Regions from separate parts of the Gasterosteus aculeatus genome. Here region 1 is linked to region 2. Evidence: chromatin contacts called from public Hi-C data. All regions are on one chromosome and are shown on one strand. The core of a region is the stretch at or near the end of the contact, and the rest is flanking DNA. Distances in the headings are between cores, read along the strand shown.

Evidence for each region. Hi-C and Micro-C count contacts between places; a contact is called where the count stands out from the background.
Region 1: a Hi-C map of whole body shows a contact between it and region 2, with 4 times the contacts expected there. The contact joins the promoter of pdik1l here to the promoter of ctps1a in region 2. A contact is called at or near these places in 3 of 6 Hi-C or Micro-C datasets (skeletal muscle and whole body).

Annotation. Positions count from the first base shown.
Region 1 is chr10:14,531,383-14,538,799 of fGasAcu3.hap1.1, reverse strand. pdik1l (PDLIM1 interacting kinase 1 like) reads left to right here and starts at 4,785. Exons shown (of 3, transcript XM_040188840.2): 1 at 4,785-4,909; 2 at 6,945-7,240. The coding sequence starts at 6,956. The region is part of intron 1 of rpl15 (ribosomal protein L15); the gene reads right to left. LOC120826492 (protein lin-28 homolog A) reads left to right here. Exons shown (of 4, transcript XM_040188844.2): 4 at 1-3,656.
Region 2 is chr10:14,362,610-14,369,390 of fGasAcu3.hap1.1, reverse strand. It overlaps ctps1a (CTP synthase 1a), which reads left to right and starts at 4,583. Exons shown (of 18, transcript XM_078080903.1): 1 at 4,583-4,884; 2 at 5,460-5,641; 3 at 5,738-5,908; 4 at 6,001-6,101; 5 at 6,211-6,327; 6 at 6,567-6,650. The coding sequence starts at 5,473. All of the region lies in intron 1 of rpl15 (ribosomal protein L15), which reads right to left.

The sequences.
Region 1 (7,417 bases), core at 3,536-6,035, 170 kb before region 2:
TTGCGCGGAAAACACTACTGGAAAGAGCTGCCTCAGGTTTTATTTATTAAGCGGCCAAATCGAGAGTCGCGGCTGTGTTGCCGATGTGCTGCAGACACAACTTTTAATATTCTTTCTGCGTTGCCGTTTTGTTGCCATGGATCAGTGTCTTAGCTTTAGAATGAAACAATCAGACCAACTTACACATTATCTTGCTGGTGAATGGGTTTGGCTGGCAGGTATTTGACATAAGTGCATATCTAACTATTACAGGAAAACCACCCGAGTAATTTATGACATGCAGCTTTCTGTTGAGGTATCGTCCTTGCTTCCTCACTGCCTTACCGGGACACTACATAGGGACCCAGATCTTTTCCCTGCTTTGACAATTCAAAGTATCTGCTATATAAAAGGGCCTATATAAGAATGAACCACAAGGTGGGTCTTAATTTGTCAACTTTGTGGCGTAGCAGGTGTAGTGGATGCTTTGGATTGTAGCTTCAGGTTCAACTAATGAGCAAAAATCATCATCATTATAAACTCAGAGCTGACAATCTCCATTCATGTAACCCGAAATACCACAGTGGGGCATTTGTTTGGACTCTGTAGTTCAATTTCATTGTTAAGAAAGCAAGTGAAATGAAATATCAAAGTAAGTAAGATATTGATAATTATAGTAAAAAACAAAGTGAGTAAAGAAAAAATATTGGCCTTTAAAAAACAACAACAACCAAACCCTTGTGTCCGGATTTGATTAAACCCTGTTTTAAAAGTAAGATGAAGTGGCACTATTAGGTATAAGGGAAGTGTTATCATTTTGTTACAAATTGATGTGGTTATGATCTGGTGGTAACGCAGAACATTTTATTTTCATATGCAATATAAAAAACATTACATTACCGTTACATACGTAATAATGTAATAATTTGACTTTATTCTCATTCTTGTTCTCTCCTAAAATTAGGATTTAGGAAATTCCACAATACATTTCTCATAAGAAATCCCTAATTTTCCTAATACTATTACTATGTTGTAAATCAATAATCAAACATAGCATTGTGCCAGTTTTTTGCTTTTTACTCTTCAAAAATAATCTGTCATGTGAATGTAATGAGACACATATGCGGGGCTGCCACATATTTAGATAAAGGTTATTTGTGTCAGCCTCTTTTGAGAATTATTTTCAGGTATTATTGTGAAAAGGGAATGTTACATGTATGTATATGTATATGTATAAGTGCCCTAACCTCCACTTTCCAATGAGGTCCAGAGCTGCTTTCAACCAACACATTCCGTAAAGACATCCACACACATGCTGAGAACAACAATTCAGACTTTTTTTGTGGCAAAAATATGTCTTTCTTGCCATCATTGCCATCATTTAAACGTATATGCAAGACCAGTATTGATTGTATGGCAGACTTTGTTTGCGAAACAGTATTAATCCGAAGGAAAGGTTCACACGTACATATCAGGGATTTTTCACATAAACAATTTGCCTTCACTTGTTTAGGTGAAGGGGCTGAATGTATATGGATATGATCTTTTTTTACATGATCTATTTATCCAGAGTTGTTCTCCCTGAAGGACAGACTGAACATCCGGCAGCTGTGATGGTTGCATTTGAACTGGTGTTTTGCTTCAGAGTGAGAGTGTATACATGCTGTGCAGGAAGTCACATCATTGTTTTTGGCCAATTTGCAGGATTCGATCACTGTGTAACTGTTTGTTTAACAGTCTCATTTTACAAATCTACAGCTTAACTGGATTGTCACTGCACAGTAAAAACACACAGCATTCTAGTATTTCCTTCAATGCTTTTACTGTCACCTCAGTCTGCAAACACTTTATTTACCGTCTTCATTTTGAGCTCAGGGAGAACGTTTTTTGATCTATCAGGATTCATCTAAATGTTTAAGATGTGATTGTCTCAGCTGCCAAAAGAGCCACTGTCTCTATGTCATTTTGTGTCATGCACCAGGGACCGGGGAGTACTGTGTCTGCCTTCTTTGTCTCAGAGGAACCGTCCCCTCTTCAGCATTGTGCACATTGCATTTCCCGGCAGGGGTCGCTCTTTTGTGTTTGTATTTGACATGGGAAAGTCTGCAACCACAGTCAATGTGATGTCCTTGTGAGATTCTAGCATTCTAGATTCTAACAATAGAGTGGGAGACGGCAGAAACTTATTTTGCGCCACATGAAACACCAGCAGGAGAGGAAAGTGGTTCCCTCTAAATGTTGAAGCGTATTTGCAAAGGTTCAAGTGTCGTGTTGTCACGACCTGCCCTACGCCATGACATCCACATGGCCTCACTGAGCTACATAGCTAACAGGTTAGCCGGCTGGCTCGCTAAGCAGGCATTAGCATTGTTTAGTTTCCTGGTTCTGGAGTGTGTTCATACTCAGGGAGTCTTAACGTGTAAAAGGATCGAAGAACTGGTTTATTGATGAGCGTTGAGTAGCCTGTTCTCAGCTGGAGCCAACGTGCGTTTAGCCGAGCCTAGCGACAAGCGTGAAAGCTCATAGGAAAAGATTTTATATTGTGATAAATGAAGATATTATTTTGTTGTGTCTTTATAGATGTTGGTAGGTCATAAAAAAGCCAGGCTAATGGTTCCTGTCGGTCGCTGCTTCGGGGAGGAAACAGCTTTAGTTTCACTTTGCAGTGGAAATGTAAGAAATCATCAATGATATCGTTGATAAAAATCACCATTGATAAAAACCCAACAATGCAGTTTTACGGTAACAAGTTGACTCACTAAAGTAGTAAATTAAAACAGGTAATCACTAAATAAGCTCTGGAATGGCACTATATTTTAAAATGTTGTTTTCTTAAATTGTAAATATCCAGTGTTTTTTATTTTTCCCTCCCGCGTTTTAATATAATGTCCGTGATGTTTCTGCATGATAATGAGTAGAATAACAGAATAGCTGTTTCATGTAAAATGGGGACCGGCGACTGAGCGCAGTGATTTCACAGCACACAGGGGCTCCAGAAGCATCATTATTGATCATCATTAACGATCATTATGTGCCTGAGTTCACCGTGCTGCGCTCACGGTGCTGCAGCACGATGGGGTCTAATCTGCCACGTGCAACGCTCTGGTCCCAGTGTTGTGTTGTTTTCTTGTTGTTTGTATTGCTTCTTATGTGCGACCAAGACGGAACACGTCTTGTCAGAAATCTATACAAGTCTACCTCAGGTGTGATTTTGGACAGCTTGAGAAAAGCACGTCCAAAAAACTTTTTTGTATGTATTGTAAATCTTTTGTGTAGTGGTCCATACAAGTATTTATTACTTTGTCTTTTTTTTTAATCTTCTTTCTAGCGTGTTGTGTGCTACCTCAAAGAACATATTCAACATTTGTTTCTGGTATCTTTGTGCCTGTTGTTGTGGTGCTTTTTAAAGACCTCTTAGCCTCCTTTCAGGAAATAGAGAGACACGAGAGATCTGCTAAATGTACAAATAAGATCTTCACTCGCAATCTTCGAACAAAAAGCCATATCTTTACTTACCAGAGCAGACACAGCCACAAGTTCTGGCTCTCTGGAGTCCATTCGCTTTAACACGCATGGTAGAGAATGTTTGGATTGTTTGTATTTCTTTGGATCGTCCCTCCGCCGCGCTTTGTTTTGTATCGTGCTGCAATACAAAGGTAATAAAAGATCTAACAGAACGTTTGTGTTTTATCTACCCGGTTTAATATCTATAAAGGCTTTATGATAATGACTCAAACATTTGTGAGAAATGCATTCCATGTTCACATTTTAAGTATCTTTTGAAGCAGTAAAGAATGACGAATGAAGTATTCAACAAGACAATTGAACATCATCCTCAATCAATCTAAAACAGTTTAATTGGGATTCTTGCATTGACATAATGATATTTTTATGATGTTGTGCCTGGTATTTGTCAATAGAAAAAATATGAATTACAGTAAAAAAACGGATGCACAAAACAAAGAATCATTCCAAACGTTTGAAGAGTCTATAAGAATCTATACGTTCTGTAATTGCTCTAAATGAACATCAAGGAAGGAATACAGATATTTTAGTTATCTAAAGATAAAAGTTAAACTCATCAGCCTCAAGTTACTCAGCAACAGTATACATGTAAAGAAAGTGCATCTTTATGGACTTTTATCACATGTCTTTGTCAGTGTGTCAAATAATATTTCAGCGCTGTAGATGCATAGAATTGTGCAGGTGTTCATGTTCTTCTGTCCTCCCGTTGTTAGTAACAGTTGGGTTTGAAGGGGAGGGCAAAGGGCCTCCACATTATACTAATTGGTTGCCTATTATGCGGGGAACTTTATAAAACTAACCAGATTTCACCTATAGGGCCGAAAACTGCTGTTACTTTCCTTCAGAATAAAGTATGTAATTGTCCCTGTGGAAAAAAAGAACTGATCTATTAAATTGAGACATTATAAATGTGTAGCTGTAATATCATGTGTATCAGGCTTTCATTAGAAATCGTGCCTCTTGTGAATTTGGTGTATAATGCATTTTATTACGTTCAGGCTAAAGACACTTTTAGTGTAATTTTATTACCCGAAGCTATGTTTCAAAACTCAACACCTATTTATGAAAACACACACAATAGTACAAATCTGTGAAGGGGAATTAACCAGGAGGTATGAATGTTATTAATAAGTTCCTGGTATCCACTAAATTTGAATCTAATCTATCTTTTGTGGCCCGTACATTTCCCGGTACATGTACGCGAATGTTTCAAATTCTGCACCGCATCATATCCCATGTTTCACTGCTCCCTCGCAATCAGGCGTCTTATTTTGAAACGCGCTGCCGGAAGTCGCTTCGCTGTGGGGGCCACCTGACCGCGCGAGCTGAGAACGTGTGCGGCGCTAATGGCTGCCAGGGAGAGAGAGGAAGACAACAAATGAACCCCAGAGGAAAAGATTCAAAGGTGGGTCTGATAGGATGACAACTTGCGGCACATCCACCGCGGCACCTCCCGCGCTGGGACCATTGTCTCTCCCGCTGTTGCTACTCGTCCGCTCGGCTCGCAGGTGTGTTTGGAGGAAGATTTGATGGCACACACACACACACGCACGCACGCACACACACAAAAACGTGCACGTAGGCGAACACACGCATGACCCGAGCGTTGGTTCACGTTAGCAGCCGCGGGTTTGACTCCCCGTTTAAAGGGCTGCGCTCCGGCGCCCGCGCGCGTGCGTCTCCCGGCCGAGCGCGTGAGAGCCGGACTCTTTGTTAGCGGCCGTTGACGTCCTTAAGCTAGCTAATGACGCTAGCGTCATTAGCTAGCGTTAGCCGCGGGTGGTCCGGCCACACGGCGGTTGGCCCGTCAGCCAATCGGCCGTGTGCTCGTGTAAATTAGCCCCGCTAGCGAGTTGGTTTACGCTCCGTTCAGAGAGACTCAGGTTTTCACTCCCGACTTTTTGAGAGCCAGCTGATCCACAAGCGCGTGTCTACGGTCACATTTAATGAGCGTCAAAGTTATGACGTTGGTCCACTGAACAGTCACGTCCAGGTGAGCTTGAACTCTCAATGCGAAGGTAACGATTGTGAGTTTTGTTGCGTTGTTTACTTTATTTTGGGTCAGTTTGGTGAACAGATTGAAAGTTGTAGTTTAATAGTTTTTAATAAGGTCAATTAAAGAGGTTGTCTGAATGGGTTAAATTTAGATTGGCATATGCCATTTGAATAATTATTTAATTATGTATTATGCAACTATTATAGTATTATTAATACTAATAACAAAGTTATGCTTCATTGTCCAAGGAGTCCATTAATCAGATAATTGTGAAATACATTAACAATTAAGGCCATAATAAAACATTTTTACATTCTGTATTTCCTGCTTACTGGACGCGACGATGTGCTGCTGTTCATTTGTATTCTATGATGTAACTTTAATATCTTTGGATTTTGTTGTCACCCTGCACTAATTCATTATTTGATTATTAATTTCACATCTACTCTTTACGAAGCAGTATTTTCATCCAGTCACATGGGCTGAATTCATTAGGATACCTGGTTGCAAAAGCGAGAGTATTTGCCCCGACAGGTGTATCGGGATTATGTTACCAAACAATAAGGATGAGCGACTCATGGCATGATTTACTGACCCGTGAGCTTTTTTCCACACATCTCATTTTAAACGTAAACTAATTTGCAGCACAAGGCCTGAGTGGCACGGTGAACTATGGGGGAGAATCACATGCTGTAAAACGCAATAACCTTGTGACAGATACCAGTTTGTGAAACCAGCTGTCACTTTTTAACTCAGTGGCACATTGTTGTGGCTCTGAAATGAGGTGCGGTTGGACACGCAGTCCTGTGAATGTGCTGATAACGTTTGTGCAGGAGTGGGTCGTAGGTTGCCTCATTAAGTTGTCTTTTTAATAAAGCGATTCCCACAGCCGCTGTTCTTATATGATGTGCTCTGCCGTCGTATTGGATCACAATAACAGACGCAACAAGGGATGGTGTGGACGAAGTATTATTGTTTATGCTTGAGGAAGCAAGAGCACATGTCAATTATGTATCAAACTACCAGCCGCCATCTTTCCCCGGCATGCCAATCAAGTTGGGATTGAGGCAGTCACATCCGTATAAACCCTCCAGGGGAGAATTTAGATCTACTGATGTACTGGAAACAAGGGCGAGAAGAGTGTATCCCAATTTTAAGAGAAATGCTCTTTGTGTTTAGGGAAAGATGTCAGGTTTACTGGTCCACAGGAGGGAGCAACATTAAAATAAATTAGACTTTTAAGGATGTCTTGGGGGGTCTTGCCCTGAGAGAAAAAGCCTAATAATATACTAATAAATATAAATAAATAAATATTCATATCTTTTTTTTTTTTTATATTTGAAAAAATAAAAATGAAAGCGCACACAACCAAAGCAATCCTTTGGATGCTTGCGTGATTGTTGCTGTAGCCTCATAAGTGAACACGCCTGCTCTTTGTCCACAGTGAGGACTAGGATGGTAAGCAGCCAGCCGAAGTACGAGCTGATCCAGGTGGTGGGTCGGGGCAGTTACGGCGTGGTCTATGAGGCGGTGGTGAAGCGCACGGGGGCCCGGGTGGCGGTGAAGAAGATCCGCTGCCACTCTCCGGAGAATGTGGAACTGGCACTGCGGGAGTTCTGGGCCCTCAGCAGCATCCAAAGCCAGCACCCGAACGTCATCCACCTGGAGGAGTGTATCCTGCAGCGGGACCAGCTGGCCCAGAGGATGAACCACGGCTCCAGCGCTCCGCTCTACCTGGAGGTGAGGAGACACCATTCACTTCACTTTACCCGTTTGGCACGGCGGTGATGCTGCAGTGGTGTTGCCTGATAAAGATGGTACACACAAACATAATATTGGCGACACCATGTAGCATTTAGGTCGTGAATTGATGTTGATTTCCTCTTTTATGTGGCCAAACACTGAATGTTTGTAGCT
Region 2 (6,781 bases), core at 3,334-5,833:
AGCATTTGTGCACATGCAGCCTCCTCGCCGCCTCTCGGTGCACTGCTGCCCATGAAGTGGTTCATGATGTCATCGCGGTGGATGTTCTGCTCACCAAGTCGCCAAAGCGGGTCGCTGGGCGACGCGGCGTCGCCACGGCTCCCCGTGCACAGGTGCAACCAGAAGCGATGTCACTTGGCGTCAACTCTCTTTTCAAAAACCTGGAAAAAATGATTTTCTTTGGGTTTGAGCTGATGCACCTATGAATGCAACATGAAACTAAACACCTTGATATTTGTACCTTCACCTGCTATTCCCTTTAAATGACGACTAATGGACTGCAGAACAATGTGAAAGTCATCCCTTGCAATAAAGTCCCGTGCAAGTCTCTTCTTCACTGTGCAGTCTGTGCTTGGTTGTCAACTTCCTGCCGAGTATCGCTGTGTTACAACTGTTTACACGGTTGTCCTTGACGTCGGTCTTGGTTTCGAGATCGGTTTCAATTCCTCAAATTAGTGTTCTTGTGTCAGACTCTTGATGCCAAATAAGCACCTTGCTCACAGAGATCGTAGCGCGTCGGACTTCGGATTCCGGCGACGCAGGTCTGGATCGGAGGCCGCAGCAGTAAAAAAGGTTAAACACGTAGGGAAACAAACGAAATGCAAGTCATGCTCACTTGTGTGAGGGCGCTCTTTGGGCTGCACGGCTCAATTATCATCTCCTCTGCTCAAAGCAAAAACAGGAGATAGGAGATTCTCATCGTGTCGGATCAGTCTATGAAAACAAAAACGTTATTATGGAATATTTTAACGACATTGGGCGAGAAAATCTATTCAGGGATTCGCCCACGAGAAGAGAGGTGAGCGTCCCTCAAGCCCTCGACGGTCATTAGCGTGAAGACTTCAAAATGTAAAAGACGTTTTATAATTCAGTCCTCGCGCAGCCTGAGCGAGAAGGGAAAACCCTTTTCTCCCTTTGTACGGTTACTTTCCGAGGCAGTGGAGCCGGAACAAACATTTACATAACATACACTCAGCCCTGAAGAGCAAACAGACATCACTTTAAGAGCTCGGGGAAGCTTTTCATTTTTCAGTAGATTTTTTGGTAGATTAACCTTTGGCATTACTACTCAATGAACGACCTTTACAGGTACAAATTGGGGCAATATTCAGTTGTTTATTTCATGGGAGTTTGCTCTATAGCTTTAAGCATTTACCAGTAGTATTTATAATACCATTCATTTAGTGACCTTTGCTACAGGAACATTGTCATCGTCATTTTCTCCTGGAGACATTTTAACATTCGTTATAGTCACGTTCACCTTTGTAGATGACAGCATATTCGACAGCAACACAAATGTGTAAATGAAGGATTGAATATTGTTATTTTAAGGTAAACTTTGAGATGAACTTTATTCAGCTGTGTAGAGAAAAGCATTATGTGCCATTCATATATTATTAATCCACAAAAGAAAGCGCGGGATGTGCGTACCTGAGGGCCTTCGTTTATGTCAGAGGCGCGTTATATAACTGCGTGACAGTACAGCAGCTCAGCACGCCGACAAACCGCGCGTGCGTTAGTATTAACGGAGAGAGTGTGAGAAAGAGAGAGAGAGAGAGAGACTTTATCACCACGGCGTAAAACAAAGTAATCTACCCCCCCCCCCCCCCACTCACAGCTCCAGCGTGCTGTTTAACCCCCACATTATCACGGAAGCTGCAGTAAGACAGAGCTGCATTTTCCACGCTAGATGAGTGGGATAAAACTCGTGCAGAAATGGAGATTCTTTTTTTCATTTCACATGCGTCACCTTTCCTGGAAAAAAATTAATGTGGCCTATGAAGGACGTTCGAATGGCTTCCCTCTCTCTCTCAAACAGTGCAAAGTAATGTCTTGGCCTCGGGGACGTGTTTAGCATAGCTGCTAAGCTGACCCGTCTGACCTGGTCTAGCGTGCGCGCGCGGTCCACATGCCTCCAGGACGCCGCTTTCCCTGGCGGGCGCAAAAGGAACCACTTGGTTGAGAATGAAGATTGTCTGTAAGAGCCTTTGGTGACTTTCATTAGCTCGATGTTGTGTTCAAAGATAAGGAGACAGCGGCCGCCCGGCCTTCGGCTACCCGGCGCTCGCTCGCGTCACACAATGCGACATTTACACGGTTCTCCAAAGAACAAGAAGAAAAGATTTTCACATTCGCCTCTCAACGTGGCGACAACCTGATGACGGATTTGCATCTCTAATTAAGAAGTCTTCTCAATGTCGCATTCTCTACTTGTCTCTGCTGCCCCCCATAGTTCAACATTAGAGGAAAACGCCTCTTTGACAAGAAATGAGATGAGAAGATTGACGTCTATCTATGGAGTGGCATCGATCTTCTCTTCTTCCCGAGAGAGAAAATAAATATGCATACGCCCCCGAAATGTTGAACAATGTCTTTTGGAGGTGTACAAAGGAGAGCAGGAAGCGGACACTCACGCTGCCGGTAAGAATCTACGTTTGCACGAAATGAAGGAAGAAGAGTTTAATCTCGGACTGACCTGCCGCATTGTCTAATGGGAGGAAATGACTTGTGGTAAGGAGAGCGTCCAGCCCTTCTGTGGGAGTTTAATTAAATCACAGCCCTGGTCAAAAATGAATTAAAACCCTCATTAAGCCCCCCCCCCCTCCACTCCCCCCTGTGTGTTCCAGGGACTAAGTTGGCTGCTCGGGCTCACGAGTAGATATTTGGGTGTTACATGGAAGCATCACTCAGCCTCGCAGCTTTCCGTCTGTGAGTCAGCCATCAGTCACCAACTCCAGCATTTTGTTCTTTGGATCTGCAGTGCTGGTGCTCACCCACACACACACACACACACACACACACACACACACACACACAAGTGAACCCGGTCGCAGATGAGCCAAACGTCAGTAAGCTCTGTGGACGCCTTGTTGTTTCAAATGGAACCAGTCACAGTTTGACGTAATTTGCGTCAGCGGTGCTGCCTGAGCGGACTTCACATCTCACTGAGCACAATGGGGATAACACACTGCGATCCACATCACAAGATCATTGACCTTTCCACAGCGCACTGTAACTAACCACTTTAGGCCGTGGTTGTTTATTATAGGGAGCCGAGCAGCGGAAAAGTGTTGTTTTGTGTCGGGCAGAGCAAAGAGGAACACGTGTGTTGTGAGGCCCACAGGAGAACATCTCTGAGCATTTAAGCGTTTTCTACTGCGGGATCAATTCAGCCGCGCTTTGCTGCTTCTGAGCAGCAGCTTGCATTATCGCGGGAGTCACGCTGATACACCGTTACACCCGCGTTGTTACGCCATTGAAGCGTGTCCCTATTCTCAAAACACGGCCGTTTGCTCTTACAATTAAGAAAATAAAACATGTGAATGAATTGATTTCGTGGTGTATTGTTTATATGCTCCTCTGAATCCAACATGCTAAGAGTTTGAGATAAATACATTGTGTGATCTGTGAACAGCAGGCTACAGGCCTCACATTAGGAAATACTACTCTTTTTTTTTTCTATGGTCAAATATGAGCCCTGAAATGTGAAGCACGAGCTCCCCCTGCTGACTGGAAGACGTAACGAGTGCTGCCTTCAGGTGCTCATGAAAGGCGATGAAGCATCGTGGTTTTGTTGTGAAAGCCACAGTAAAGTACAGTACTGTGGTGGAGTTTTTGCAGTACTTGCATTTAACTTGCATTTTAACCATATCTATGTTATGCTATACTGCTAACTCAATGCAATTCTGAATTAAATACAGAACTTTTACCGTACTACACTTTTTTATTGCAGTAGTTATACATTTTTTACATAAAAAACACATCATCAAAGAGTGAGGTGTTCTTTGGATGAGGCTCAAAAATTCACAGGAAAAAAAAACACGCGCCTTGCAGATTTCTTGAGATCTTTGTGTATGAGGTTGCTAAAATATCTTCACCTCAAACCATTTACTACGTGCTAATAATATTCCAGTGATATGATGTGACAATCTGAAAGCGCTGCATTTTGAGTACAATTACTTTCGATACTTTAATGTGGACTTAATTCTGCACATTTCTTACATTTTACTCATGTAAAATTTTGAATGCATGACCTTCACCTGTAGTTCATTATTGTTTTGTAGTATTGCTACTAATGCTACTACTTGCTCACAAATATGGTATAGAATTTAGATGTTAAGTACAGCAATGAAAGAAGGGTTTAATGACGGCACCAGACAATTGAGCTAAAGATAATGAATAATGAAAAATAAATAACTCCAAAGCCCTTTATAAAAAGTATAAATTGTAAAATTATTCCATTTTCTTGTGGACAGTTCTCTCCCATAAAACAAACATTTGTCCATTATCCCAACCCCATCGCCGTTGGGCCATTAGAAACTGTGATTGATGTGATTTTCATATGGTAAGTTCGTTGGTTTTAAACTTGAAACCCTCGAATTCAACTTTAGTCGAATGCATCAAACGACCCTTTAAAGGGTCCCTTACACCCTAAAAAAAAAAAGATTAAAAACACCAAACCTAGAGAATGTAGGCCGCTTTGATGGTTAACATTAAATCGCGTTGATTTTGAGATGGTGCGGTACTGGCCTGGTTCCTGCAGGGGGCAGCAGAGCACCTGCAGCGGACGCTGACTGCCGTAAAACCCCCACAGAAGAAGACACACAAGAGCGCGCTCCCCGGCGTGTGAATCGTGATGAGAGATGTAAGTGCGGCCCTGAGTCGTGGTCCAAACACGTGTGGAGTGAATCGTAGGACAGATGCTACTGTAGCGCAGCGCGGGGACGAACAAAAGCGTCGCTGTAAAGGGGCGAAAAAAATATTTTTCGGCAAAACGTCTCGTGGACTGTTTTTGGTCGTTTGAGATTCACTTTGAAGAGTAAGCTGTGGCTGAAGAATATTTTGGTGAGTTGAAGTGTGATACGGTTAGCTAATGTTAGCAGACACTGTTGCATATCAAGCACAATAACAACAATCAAAATAAAACTATAAACTGCCGTGGTAGCGACTCAGTATCGTGTCTGATTACATTGTCACGGTGGTCTCGAGATCGAAAAAGTGGATGAAGTCGACAATAGTATTTCACAGTTTTGTCGCTGTGCTTTTATTGTGAAAGTTGGTACCTAAGTCACGTTAACTGCGATCCCGGGTTGGCGGGTTTGATGCTGTGAAATGGAAATCGAAAACGAGTATCAGTATTTACAGACCGTGGTGTTTGGGACCACGTTGTTGAATAAACACATGGCGGTTTAACCATTGTTTTTATTGTTCACCAAAATGTTCTCTGGCTTTGTTCTAAAATATTATTTTGATATAGATCGTTGATATGCGTTATATCTATTGTTATGCTCAACTCAAAAGTGCACCTTAATTACAGTGAGTAAATACACTCGTGGATGTTGTTTGTGTTACACTCATGGTCCACTTAATGAATTTACTCATCCTACTTCGATCGCCACTAATCTGTCATCCATCTCCAGAAACCAGGGCACAATGATGAAGTACATCCTGGTAACTGGAGGAGTCATCTCCGGCATCGGCAAAGGCATCATCGCGAGCAGCGTGGGCACGATCCTGAAGTCCTGCGGCCTGCATGTGACCGCCATCAAGATCGACCCGTACATCAACATCGACGCGGGCACGTTTTCGCCCTACGAGCACGGTACGTCAGAGGAGGTGATCGTTCCGGGGGTTAAACGGGTGCACGTTACTTATTATTTTATTTTTTCACGATGGTGTCGTGCGTCACTTTGTCCAGGGGAGGTGTTTGTTCTGGATGACGGCGGCGAGGTGGACTTGGACCTGGGGAACTACGAACGTTTCCTCGACATCCGGCTGACCAGAGACAACAACTTAACCACCGGCAAAATCTACCAGTCGGTCATCAACAAAGAGAGGAGGGGAGACTACCTGGGAAAGACTGTGCAGGGTAAACAGACGCTGTCCCGAGCTTGGTGTAGGGGGGGGGGCATGCACGAGAGAAATTGTTAACAAATAATCGTCTTTCTTCCTCTTCTCCAGTGGTGCCTCACATCACGGACGCCATCCAGGAATGGGTGGTGAAACAGGCCACGGTGCCGGTGGATGACGACGGCCTCAAACCGCAAGTTTGTGTAATAGAGGTACGCCGAGCATTAACGAGTTATAACGCCGGAACGCGCGCCAGCCAAGCGATGGTCTCTGCGCGGATTCCTCCGCTGGGCTGAGAATGCTTCTCTTGCTCGTTTGCAGTTGGGAGGCACCGTCGGCGACATAGAGAGCATGCCTTTCGTCGAGGCCTTCAGGCAGTTCCAGTTTAAAGTGAAGAGGGAGAACTTCTGCAACATTCACGTCAGCCTGATACCACAGGTGAGCGAGCAGCTCCCGTCCACGACAAGTGGCTTTAAGCACAGTCTGCCTCAAAAGAGAAGGGGAACCACTATTAACATTGACACAATCTCTGGTAATGCACCATAACGATACGAACGTGTCTCTCCAATGTCATCACACGCCAAATCAGTCGGTGAATCCGACTGAGTCCGACGAGCACGAACAGAGAATGTGGGGATTTAACTTGTGTGTCGCGACGTCTCCCTCGTTCTGTCCAGCCCAGCGCGACCGGAGAGCAAAAGACCAAACCAACACAGAACAGCGTCAGGGAGCTGAGGGGACTGGGGTTGTCGCCCGACCTGGTGAGTCGTCATCGGCGCTGCGCTCCGCGGCACCAGTTCAGCCGGAGGTTTTGTCCCTCATATAAATCGTATAAATGTAGGATTTACTTGGCGGCGAATTAAAAATACGTCCAAGTCCAACCTTTTTTTAA